4 separate regions of the Mus musculus genome follow, and all the other regions are linked to region 3. The links are chromatin contacts, called in public promoter capture Hi-C maps. All regions are on one chromosome and are shown on one strand. The core of a region is the stretch at or near the end of the contact, and the rest is flanking DNA. Distances in the headings are between cores, read along the strand shown.

Region 1 (2,700 bases), core at 180-2,679, 2.5 Mb before region 3:
CAAAGAAGAGCAGCTCACAGGCAGAGAGGATATCGCCCATGCCCTGTAGTGTGGAAGCAGGATGCTGCGATGGGGCTGGAGGGGAATCAGGGTGGGTGTGGTAGTGTACCAGAGAGGTAATGGCATGTGTGCACACTGGAGAGGCATCCACAGAGGAGGAGAGGGTGGAACCTGAACAGAGAAATCCTAGGAAGGATTGTAGTCAGATTCTGGACCATGGACAGTGAGGAAGTGGCTGTGCAAGAACAAAGCCACTCTGAAAGGATGCAGTGTCCGTACATGGTGCAATGACAGCCCGTGCCAACAGGGGGCTTCTGTACTGCCATTGTTTAGAAACTCCTGTGACAGAGAATTTGGTGAGAACCTGAGCTGGCTCCCAGTCTCTTCACTGCCCACCCTAGAGACAGTGTGGAAAGTCAGTATAGCTGTGAATACCTGCTCTGTGGTGTTTGCTTTGTGTGAGCTCGCAGACACAGGCTTGGTGTTAAAGACCACTGGAAATGTCAGATCTGAGTCCTCATCTGGCTTTCTGAGGTAAAGTGTCACAGGGGGCGGATTCCTGCCCTCCCTTGCTGGATATCAGCACCCACCTCATGGCAAAACAACATGGGCTAATGCCCTGAATAATAAGTCACAGAAGGGGCTGGAGAGATGGCTCAGTGGTTAAGGGCACTGACTACTCTTCCAGAGGTCCTGAGTTCAATTCCCAGCAACAACATGCAAGCTCACAACCATCTGTAATGGGATCTGATACCCTCTTCTGGTGGCTGAAGACAGCTACAGTGTACTCATATACATAAAATAAATAAGTAAATAAATAAACCTTTAAAAAGTCGTGGAAGGATGAATTTATCTAAGATAAGATAGTAACCCACAAAGACAATATGAGATTTTGAGTCTTGATCCTCTTTCCTTGTTTCTAGACAACTTAGGGTCAGAACATCCGTTAGTTTTAGATCCTTTTATGATTAAAAAGCCACAGACTTGTTAAGGGCTGTTTTTAAAGATGGCCAGATTGAGGCAAGAAGAATCAGGCAAATGCCAGCTTGGAACCCTGTTTGTGGATTAGGTCAGCGGAGAGACAGCCAGCCACAGGGACGCAGCACCTGAGGAAGTTCTGTACATGGAGGAGAGCGCTTCCCGCTGCCGCTTCTTGATCTCTGCCGGAGGATCACATCATACAGCCCCCGTCATAAAGTTCACAGTGCTTCCCCAAGCTCGCTGCCATCCATGAGACGGGAAGTGAGGTGACAACACCTCATCCCTGTGGCATTAGCGAGGCCTTCACTTGACCATCGTTGCCATGAGACTGAGGAAGGCTGCTAATCTGCCCTCCGAACCTGAATGTGGGGACGTGGACTGAGTGAGCCAGCATTCCGTGTCATGTTTTCTGGTCAGCCGGCAAGACCAGAGGGGGTGGGGGTGGGGGTGGGGGTGGGGGTGCTGTTCTCTACAGCAGAAATGAGCAAAAGTCAATTTATCAAGGCACATAACAGTACAGAGCAGGGATTTCAAAGCATGCCGTTGCTTTGTCAAACACACTGGCTACCCTCTAGAAAGCCGAGGATCCCCTACTTCACGGGGCGCTACCCCAACACCCAGCCCATATCCTTCTCTAGTGTGTATGGAGGAGGGGCTGGAGGAGAGCGGATGGCCCAGGGTAGCCGCAACCAACCTCAGTCCTTTTTGTGGAGAATTTGTCATCTTGGACACCTGCCTGGACTATCAAGATCTTGGACTACTGCTGCAGGGCAGAGCGCACACCCGGCGAGGCCCAGAGTTCCTCTGTGGGACCGACACACTCCTGAAAGCGCAGATGCCCCCTCAGTGCCAACTCAAGGCATAGGAGTGGCGGCAGCAGCCCACTGCTCTCAGGGGAGTTTGCCTAAACACTGTCCCCTGCCATTTCTCTGCTGGAGGTAAGATGACATTTCCCCAATGAGTGTCTGTGAGGGCAGCCCCAAAATGAACAAAACTGACCATTCTTGAAGACTCAGATTGCTGTGGGCACTGCACATGTTCAATCTGCTTGCTCTGTATTCTCTCACAGGAACTGTGCTGTGAGGCTCTGGCCGCCATCAGTTCAATGACTCAAGTTTAAAAAGAAGGTGAAATTCAGAAGAAAAATCCAGAAGGAAGGAGACCTGTCAGCAACCTGCAGCCCATGCCTATGCTAATGAGATTGCTAGTGACAGCCAAGCTTTGGAGGCATTCGATGTCCCCTGGAATATCCCTGCAGGCAAGGCTTTGAGCCCAGCCTCGGTCTGTCTGGAGTTGGGGGGGGGGGGGGGCGTGTGGCTCCCCGGCAGCCAGCGGGCCGAGCCAGGCTTTGCTGTCATGAGGAAAGAATCTGCAGGTCTGTAAACTTGCTATTTTTAGGCCTTAGTGGGGCTGAGCCAGTTCCCCAGTGTAGTAGGGCCCTCATATTTTACTAAATAGAACCTTGAAAAGTTATGACACAGGTCTCGGACTTAAAAACTTCAGAGGGTTGAAATGCCACATGGCTAATTCGTGAAGACAAAGGCACTGATCCCGAACCCCTTTTGTTCTCCCAGGTTGCTCCCCCAGTCCACGCCCACTTCAGCAAGCAGCTCGCCTGATGCCACCCACTAATTGTGAGTCTTCCCGCATGTACTCACTTTGAGGCCTGGCCTGGCAACTGTGCTCAGTGGCAGCCATCATGTCCACTAGCTCAGGGTG
Region 2 (2,700 bases), core at 102-2,601, 2.6 Mb before region 3:
GCTGCTAAAATACACAGATAATATGTTTACACTGAAGCTGTAAGCATTAACTACGGTTACTGCTGGTTCCAGAGTTACTGCCCCACAGCTGGGATTCAGAGCCAGGTACGCTCTACACACACATTGATTAGGTGAACTGTGTCTTCATACCTTTTGGTCTAACAAACACCCCAGAAATTATGTTCAATTATAAAAGATTTCCAGGGCAGCTGTGAACATGTTCTAGTCCGGTGGTCTACAACAGTGACATGGTAGGAAGCTGTACAGTGGAGTCACCAGTTAGCATTGACCAGCTACCAAAACAGACTTGAGGAAACCATCCAAGCCCCTTGGAGAGGTGAAGGGAAAGCAAGTAGCTGTAAGCAAGTCAAAAGGCCCCAAAGGCACCCTTGCTAGGGAGCCGTCCATAGACGCTCTGCTCTGCTCTTAACAATCTCCCTCCTGGCCGGGCGCGGTGGTGCACGCCTTTAATCACGGCACTTGGGAGGCAGAGGCAGTCGGATTTCTGAGTTAGAAGCCAGCCTGGTCTACAGAGTGAGTTCCAGGACAGCCAAGGCTACACAGAGAAACCCTGTCTCGAAAAAACCACAAATAAATAGATAAATAAATAAATAAAAGATTCTCCCTCCTTCAAAGCAAGCACGAAGTGTAGACACCAGTTCTTTCCAGCACTGGGCCACTGGCTGCATCAAGGAGCAAAACTCTTCCCAAGTCAGGAAGGAGCTCACCCCTTCTTCAGCTTCCATGGCTGTGAGCCATCTTTCCTCCAGTTCTCAATTGCAGCGTGTCAGCTCTGAGCATCTGGTAGTCCCTGATTTCCCCGCACCTAAGTACTCTATGCACTTTTTGTTGCTCCATTTTCTGTTTAAAGCTTGTGACTAAGACTAAATGCCAGGCCTGATACAGAAGGATAGCTCCTGTCACCATTAAGCCTGTGTTTCAGGTGAGTTTACCGGCATTAACACTATTCTAGTCAAGGGAACTGCTCACCAAGAAACCTGAGCCATGTTTTATATCAATAAAAAGCACCACGAGAGAGAGAGAGAGAGAGAGAGAGGGAGAGAGAGAGAGAGAGAGAGAGAGAGACTCCCTCAACTCCTACAACTCCAACTACCTTCAGAGGGCTCTGCTAAGGGTCGACCCCAGCTACTGTTCAGGGCAGTCAAGGACTGTCACTGAACTTCTTCCTCAAGCTAGGCTTTTGAAAAAGGGACTCCTGTGAGCCTCAAGCTGGGCTTAACTCAGCCCCTCTGCCTCCCTCTCCCTGATATTGACAGCACAAGTCCTCTAGTTGGCTTCAGTGATAGGAACTGGCTGCCAATGCTAAGTACACTGCCTGCTTTTCAGAGCTGTGGGACTACGCCATCCTTCCAGCTATCAGAATCCTCCCATCCCTGAATGTCAGCTAACACAGGCATAAATCTGGTCAAGTTCAATTCTTATCACTTGGCAGAGAGTGCCTGTGGCTATGACATCATGATAATTTCCTTCTCCTCGTGCAAAATAATTGTTCCAAAATCTCATCTTTATTAAAGCTAAAGTGTAAGAATCGAATATAGCATATCAAATGTCAACCCAAAGGACCCAGCTGAGGGCTGACTGCACAGCCCAGGCCAGCCAGGGCTGAGGCACACCTAATGCACCCATGGCAGGTGGTGGGTGCTGAGCCACAGGAAATGTGAGTGAACTTTCCATATTATATTTAACTTCCATCATGCTTGTGAGGATGGCACTCTGGTGGACTGTGTTATCAAAACATGGAAAACACCTACTGACAACTTTTTAAAACCTCCAATACAGGTTAAGTTAATGGTGGAAAGCTAACTCTTCAGCAAAAGGCTGAAAGTGAAGCACTTTAAAAGCATTGTGAAAATGCTATACTGTTAGAAAATGCTGCCTGTCTGATGTCTCAGTGTAACTCAGTGTCTAAGACTTTACAGCAGTGGGACGGGTACTAACAAGTACAGGTCAGCCAAGAACATGTTGAAACTGGGACCTTGTGAAACTGGAACCGACTGACATCACTGCAAAGATCAGCCTGGTAAATCCTTAACACAGGAAGACTCCCCTTCCAGATGCACATCCCAAAGCGTGGAAAGCAGGCCAAGAAACCTTAACACCACGTTCACATTCACAGCCCCAGGTTCACAGGAGGTCACAAGTGCCCACCCACTGAGGAACTGTACAGACAGCTGGGTAACGCTCAGCTTACACATGGAATAAAACCCTGACAGAAACTTGCACTGCTGCAAACAAGGCAGTAACCTAGAGTGACCTAGAGTCACAATTCCAGAGACAAAAGCTGAATGGTGGCAGCAGGAGACACAGAGCTTCAAGGTCAGTCTCGCAGGATGAGGAACTGAGGACCATAGTGAAAGCTTCACAGCATCAATTAGCCAAGCATCCTGCGCTGAACACTCACAGGCAAGATGCTGGGGGGGGGGGGGGGGGGGATTATTCTACCCCATTAAACTCTTACACAATCAATGTATAAGGGTCTGGCATAGTTACAAATAGTCATTTTGTTATTAGAGAAAAATGAGCACAGCTTTGTCCCTAAGCTTTCAGGTTCCAAGTAATTCACAGACTAAGTCAATCACATCTCAGAAGCCCTTTTTTTTTTAAAGTACATCTCACTTTAAAGAGTTACAGGCATTGGGTTAAACATGCATGCAAATGGTGAACCCCCGCCCTCCCTCC
Region 3 (2,700 bases), core at 128-2,627:
ACATGATCGAATGCCTTCTGTCCCATGTAGGTGAAAATTACCACCCACCGGGTCCCACCGGGGTTCAAGACCTAACTAAGTTCGACTGGAGACCAGGCTGTCTCTGTGCATAGCCCATTGCCCCACAATTGAATTCTAGAACAGTTTGAGTTTGAGATTTAGCAATGCCCTGTCATTGAGTTAGCAAAGACATTTTAAGATTAACTGCTTTGTGTGTCTGTGTTTTTTATCCAAAGATCCAGTATTCTCTAGGTGAGGGGCTGATAGCACTGCCTGTTCCCAGAGCTTAGGTGGGGTAGCAAAAGGTACATGTAACACTTTAGTATGCAAGTTTACTCAAAGCATATACATTCTGTGATCTCATTTTCTGAATCTGTTTTGTTTTTGAGTGGGGAGTCATGTATACCAAACATGTTTCAAACTTTCTATATGTCTATAGGTGACCTCGGACTCCTATTCCTATCTCCAGTAACCAACATCTGGGATTTTCAACATGTAAAACCACACTTGCTTCTATACAATCATCTTTAGTTTGAAGTTCCAGTTATTTGGACCAACACTTTTTCACATGTTCATTGTCTGTTTTCATTTCTCATTTTAAGAATTGTCTTCTCAAAATATTAGCTCATTTTTTTAATCCATGTTTGCCTTGTGATGTGAAACATTTTGGGGTGGGTGAGATAGCTCAGAGGTTAAGAGCACTAGCTGCTCTTCCGAGGGTCCTGAGTTCAAATACCAGCAACCACATGGTGGCTTACAACCATCCATAATGAGACCTGACTCCCTCTTCTGGTGTGTTTGAGGACAGCTACAGTGTACTTACATATAATAATAAATCTTTTTTAAAAACAAAACAAAAACAAACAAACAAACACAGCTGGGCAGTGGTGGCGCACACCTTTAATCCCAGCACTTGGGAGGCAGAGGCAGGAGGATTTCTGAGTTAGAGGCCAGCCTGGTTTGTAGAGTGAGTTCCAGGACAGCCAGAGCTATACAGAGAAACCCTGTCTGGAAAAACAAACCAAACCAAAGCAAAGCAAAACAAAAACAAAAACGAAACATTTTGTAGGAAGCAGGTTGAGTTTTAAAATCACAATATATGGACCCAAAGTATCCAGTACACATAATAAACAATGCTGTCAAAGGTTCAACCCATACTCATTTTGAAAATTTAAACGCGGTACCCTGACTCCCCGTGGCTATCCACCTTCAGAAGTGGCTTGTTTCTACCCATTCTCTTTGGCAAACAGCCTGACAGTAACTTGGGAACGTTTCAAATCACCTACCACGGCTTTGTGAAACTCGCTCGCAGAGAATTGTGGGAAATGTAGTCTCGTCCGCGGCGACGTCACAAACAGGGACTCTGGGAAGGGCGCTTCCGTGTTTCTTCTGCGCCTGTGTGTGTCTCCCTCTCTGGCGGTCTTCTCCAAAGTTGGGCCAGTGTCGGGTCCTGTGCGCGCTCTGGTAGCATCTCTGGCATGGAGGTTGGTCCCAGGATGTAGCGCAGCCAGAGGGACGTTGCGGGGTGGGCGGGTCCGCCTTGGAGGGAGGCGGGAAGAAGTTGAATGGGAGGTACTGTGGTGACCTAGGCTTGTCCATTCCGGTGCTGGTTAACGCTGGAGGAGGGATGGAGCTGGGAGTGGCCTCTCTTTTAAGGTGCCGTTGCCCTGTTCTGTCCTGCACTTCTGGGGCAGGAGAGCTGGCTCGGTAGCCTAGGAATGGAGAAGGGTGCCTGGCAGGGTGCATCTGCTGTCAGCTTGTGCCTGAGGTGTGGAAGCATGCCCTTAGCTGACACTGTCTCGATGGCTTCTGTTATCCGGAATTTAATAGATGTATATACAATGCAGTCCGATCAAATCCACCCCTACTGTCCCCTACTTCAACAGTACCAGGTATCTCCCAAAATGCTCCACTCCCAATTTCCTGTCCTGGTGGTTTTGTTTTTGTTTTATAACCCACTGAGTCCACTTAGTATTGCTCTAGTGTGCATACCTGTGTGTATGGGGCGGGGAAGGGAGGGCGCACAGGACATCCCCTAGAACGTGGACGCTCACTGGCCACACCTCCAAGCAAAATAAACAAACAAACAAACAAACAAAACGAATCTCTTTTTCAGTGGTCATGAATTCCAACCGATCCTTAGCTAAGGGTGGGGCCTTGTGAACCCCTCCCCTTTCCCTGTTGAAGTTTTGACTGACGTTATTTGTGTGTTATGCTGGTAACCATAGCTACCTTTTCCCCCTTCCTATTGCCATCCTTTTGTGTTTGTATTGGGATTTTGAGTCAGTTTCTTGTGTAGTCCAGGCTGCCCTGAAGTGTTCTGTGTAGCTGATAGTGACGTTAACTTCCGTTCCTCCTGACTTCTCCTCCTCTTTACTCCTCTGTGCCCTAGGAAGATGGCCATCTGTCACTTTGTTCTTTCCTTTGTGACTTGCCCCTTAAACCTTCTCTATTCTTTCAGATGACTATTAAGCCATAACTTATTGGTTAAGACAGGATCTAATTACTAATTTGCTTAGGAAATGGCAGAATTTCACTGGGTATATAAACAACATATGAGATGTAGAAAAGAAATTTGGAGATGCTCATATATTTATTTTAATTTATAAATATCAGTGAAGGATGCTTTGCTAAATATTGATCAAGACACCATGCCATGTTCCATTTATAGTGAGTTTGAGTGTTGTTTGTTTATTAACT
Region 4 (2,700 bases), core at 184-2,683, 2.9 Mb after region 3:
TCTCTCCATAAAGTCAAATTTGACTTCGGTATCTTGCTAGGTATAGTTTATTTACCCAAAATAAAGATGTGGCTAAAAATAAGGTCACACTATTGGCTGCTTTGATTTGTTAATTTAGGCAGTTTTCTCTAAAACAACACTCTGGTGCCTAAATTAATTTAGGCATAGCTTTGTATTTGATGGAGTTTAGTTACCGGTTCTATCGCTTAACCACTGGATACTCATTCAGATATAAAAATCTTTATGGAGTCTCTACTAGGAACAGGCTGCCTGGGAAACGCAGCAAGCAAATGAGCTCCAGTTGCCAGTTCTATCCTTTAGCCTCTAAAGAGATTTTTAAAAAATCTTTGAACTGCTACCACCATCAGACTGCCTGGGAAACACTGCAAGCAAGTACGACCGGGAGCTGACTACTGTGCGAATGGTTGCTCATGCGTCCCACCGCGGTCCCGAGCCTGGCAGCAAGAACCAATAGTCCGGGAACCGTAGCAGGGCTGGTCACGGGACTCACATTAAGAACCCATGCCCTTAGGCAGGAGTGGTGACTCACGTCTTTAGTCCCAGTACTGGGTGTGTGTGTGTATGGAGGGGGGGGGGCGAATGGGATCTCTGACTTCGAGGCCCTCCTGGTCCCTACATAGGGAGTTACAGGGCAGCCAGGACTCTATAGAGACCCTGTCTCAAAACAAAAACAAGCCGGGCGGTGGTGGCTCATGCCTTTAATCCCAGCACTTGGGAGGCAAAGGCAGGTGGATTTCTGAGTTCGAGGCCAGCTTGGTCTACAAAGTGAGTTCCAGGGCAGCTAGGGCTATGCAGAGAAACCCTGTCTCGAAAAACAAAACAAAACCAACAACAACCCCCCAACGCCCAAAAAGAAGTGGTGCTTTGCTGGCGCCTTGAGCAGCCGTGGGTGGGGTGGGGTGGGACGGGCGCGGCCTCAGCCCTTTAAACTGGCTGCGCGCGGGAGGGGGCGGATTGGGTGGGGCGATGGGGAGGGCCCTCTCCACTGCAACTTCTCCAGACTCCTACCCTCTTTACACCCCCTCTTCTTCTGGTGGGGGAGGGACCCAGCATGCTCGCCCCGCCCACCACCACGCCCCTTTCCCGCAGCTCCTCCAATCAACAGCCTCTTTCCCCCTCCCCACCTTCGCAGGAGTCATCCGGCCAGGGTGGGGCTCCCGACGGGTGTGTCAGGACAAGACGCGCGCTCCTACAGACTTTCGAACGCAGTTGGCCCTCCAGACAAAAAAGTATGAGAGCGGCGGCCAATGACGTGGCAGTAAGGACCCGCGCTCGAATTGGTTCCGCCCCCTCCGGACGGAACACAGCCTGGACCCGGCTATTGGCTCTCGCGACCTGTCACTCGTCGCGGTGGCCAGCCGCAGGGTCCTCGCGGTGACTGGTTCCGCCCAGGCGCGAAATGTAACGCGGGAAAAGCCGAAGCGGGGACCGCGGCGGCAGGTTGTTATTCTCGGGGACTCGGCGCCTCGCGTCCCGTTTTCCTGTCAGCAACGCTGCTGCAGCCTGATCGCCCGGAGCCGCCTGCCATGAGCCGGCGGCTGTGAGGCGCCGAGACGTAGCAGCGCGGGCGAGCAAGGCAAGCTCGGGCCGCCGAGAGCGCGAGGGCTGCAGACGAGCCAGCATGATCCGCGGCGCCCCGGCACCCATGGCGGAGCCGCCGCCGGTCGTCTTCTGCCACGACTCCCCGAAGCGCGTACTGGTATCGGTCATCAGGACCACGCCGGCAACGCCTCCGTGCAGCAGCGTGGGGGAGCCCGAGCCGCCGCCGCCGCTCGTCCCCACTAGCCCCGGCTTCAGCGACTTCATGGTGTACCCGTGGCGCTGGGGTGAGAACGCGCATAACGTGACGCTCAGCCCGGGGGCGGCGGGCGGCGTCGTTTCAGCCGGACTGCCCGTGGCGGCTGAACTCCCGACGCTGCGGGGTGCGCCTCAGTCCTCCGCCTCCGTGGCCGCCGTGTCGGGCGGGGAGGACGAGGAGGAGGCGAGCAGCCCAGACAGCGGCCACCTCAAGGTGAGTGGCTCGGGCGGCCCCGGGCGCGGGGCGGCCTGGGGCCCGTTAACGGCGCCGCTCGCCAGCGGGGCGGGGCCGGAGAGGAAAAGCGGGGTGGCGGGGGCGGTGGCTGACAGGACGCTGACGTCACTGCCGCGCGCCAAAACCGGACCTTTGGGGGCAAGGTGGTCATGTGACGGGTGCGGCGCGAAGGCCGGTCTGAGGGCAGCAGGTGCAGCGGGGTGATGAGGGGGAGGCTCGCTGTGTCCAGATGCCTTGCACTGCTGTGCTTGTAACCTCGCGGCCTCGGCCTGCTTAGATGTGGGAAGGAAGGATGTGAGCATTTGGCTCCAGCCCACATTGGGGCGGGGGCCAAGTATCGCACTGTATCCCTGGCCTGCCTGGGACTCTCAGAGTTCTACTTTCCGAGTGCTGGAATTCAAGGCTAGCGACACCATGCCCTACTATACCCTTTACATCCGGAGCAGCTGAGGGTTAGGGAGTTTGTTAAAGCGTCTTCATGAAAATCGTATGTATAGCTAGCTAGTGGGAGTGTTGGCACACGGTGACTGTGCTCGGAAGGAACCGGGAGTGTGTTTATGGGGCTAGACTTAATACTGGACATTCATCAGAGCTCAGGAAGGTATCGGTAAATCTGTGTGTCGAATACATGGTATTGCAAGATAAAT

What was found. Promoter capture Hi-C pulls out the DNA fragments that hold promoters and counts their contacts.
Region 1: a promoter capture Hi-C map of pre-B cells shows a contact between it and region 3, with 2.9 times the contacts expected there. The contact joins the promoter of A530095I07Rik here to the promoter of Zfp712 in region 3. A contact is called at or near these places in 2 of 39 promoter capture datasets (maxillary cranial neural crest and pre-B cells) and 1 of 115 datasets of contacts at active chromatin or transcription factors (large pre-B cells).
Region 2: a contact with region 3 is called in a promoter capture Hi-C map of liver, with 2.8 times the contacts expected there. The contact joins the enhancer-like site here to the promoter of Zfp712 in region 3.
Region 4: a contact with region 3 is called in a promoter capture Hi-C map of hippocampal neurons, with 4 times the contacts expected there. The contact joins the promoter of Zfp367 here to the promoter of Zfp712 in region 3. A contact is called at or near these places in 2 of 39 promoter capture datasets (cranial neural crest and hippocampal neurons).

The regions. Positions count from the first base shown.
Region 1 is chr13:69,542,798-69,545,497 of GRCm38.p6, reverse strand. It overlaps A530095I07Rik (a long non-coding RNA gene), which reads left to right and starts at 1,429. Exons shown (of 2, transcript XR_001780994.2): 1 at 1,429-1,919; 2 at 2,051-2,104.
Region 2 is chr13:69,623,347-69,626,046 of GRCm38.p6, reverse strand. All of the region lies in intron 9 of Nsun2 (NOL1/NOP2/Sun domain family member 2), which reads right to left. Among named protein-coding and RNA genes, the nearest start is that of Nsun2, 13 kb to the right of the region's middle. Within about 2 kb of position 1,351, at least 15 of the 459 cell types and tissues checked have an H3K27ac peak or open chromatin away from gene starts, as enhancers often do. A contact at or near this core is called in liver, where this site is marked.
Region 3 is chr13:67,059,847-67,062,546 of GRCm38.p6, reverse strand. Zfp712 (zinc finger protein 712) reads left to right here and starts at 1,377. Exons shown (of 4, transcript NM_001166218.1): 1 at 1,377-1,484. The coding sequence starts at 1,479.
Region 4 is chr13:64,151,932-64,154,631 of GRCm38.p6, reverse strand. It overlaps Zfp367 (zinc finger protein 367), which reads left to right and starts at 1,433. Exons shown (of 5, transcript NM_175494.5): 1 at 1,433-2,032. The coding sequence starts at 1,643.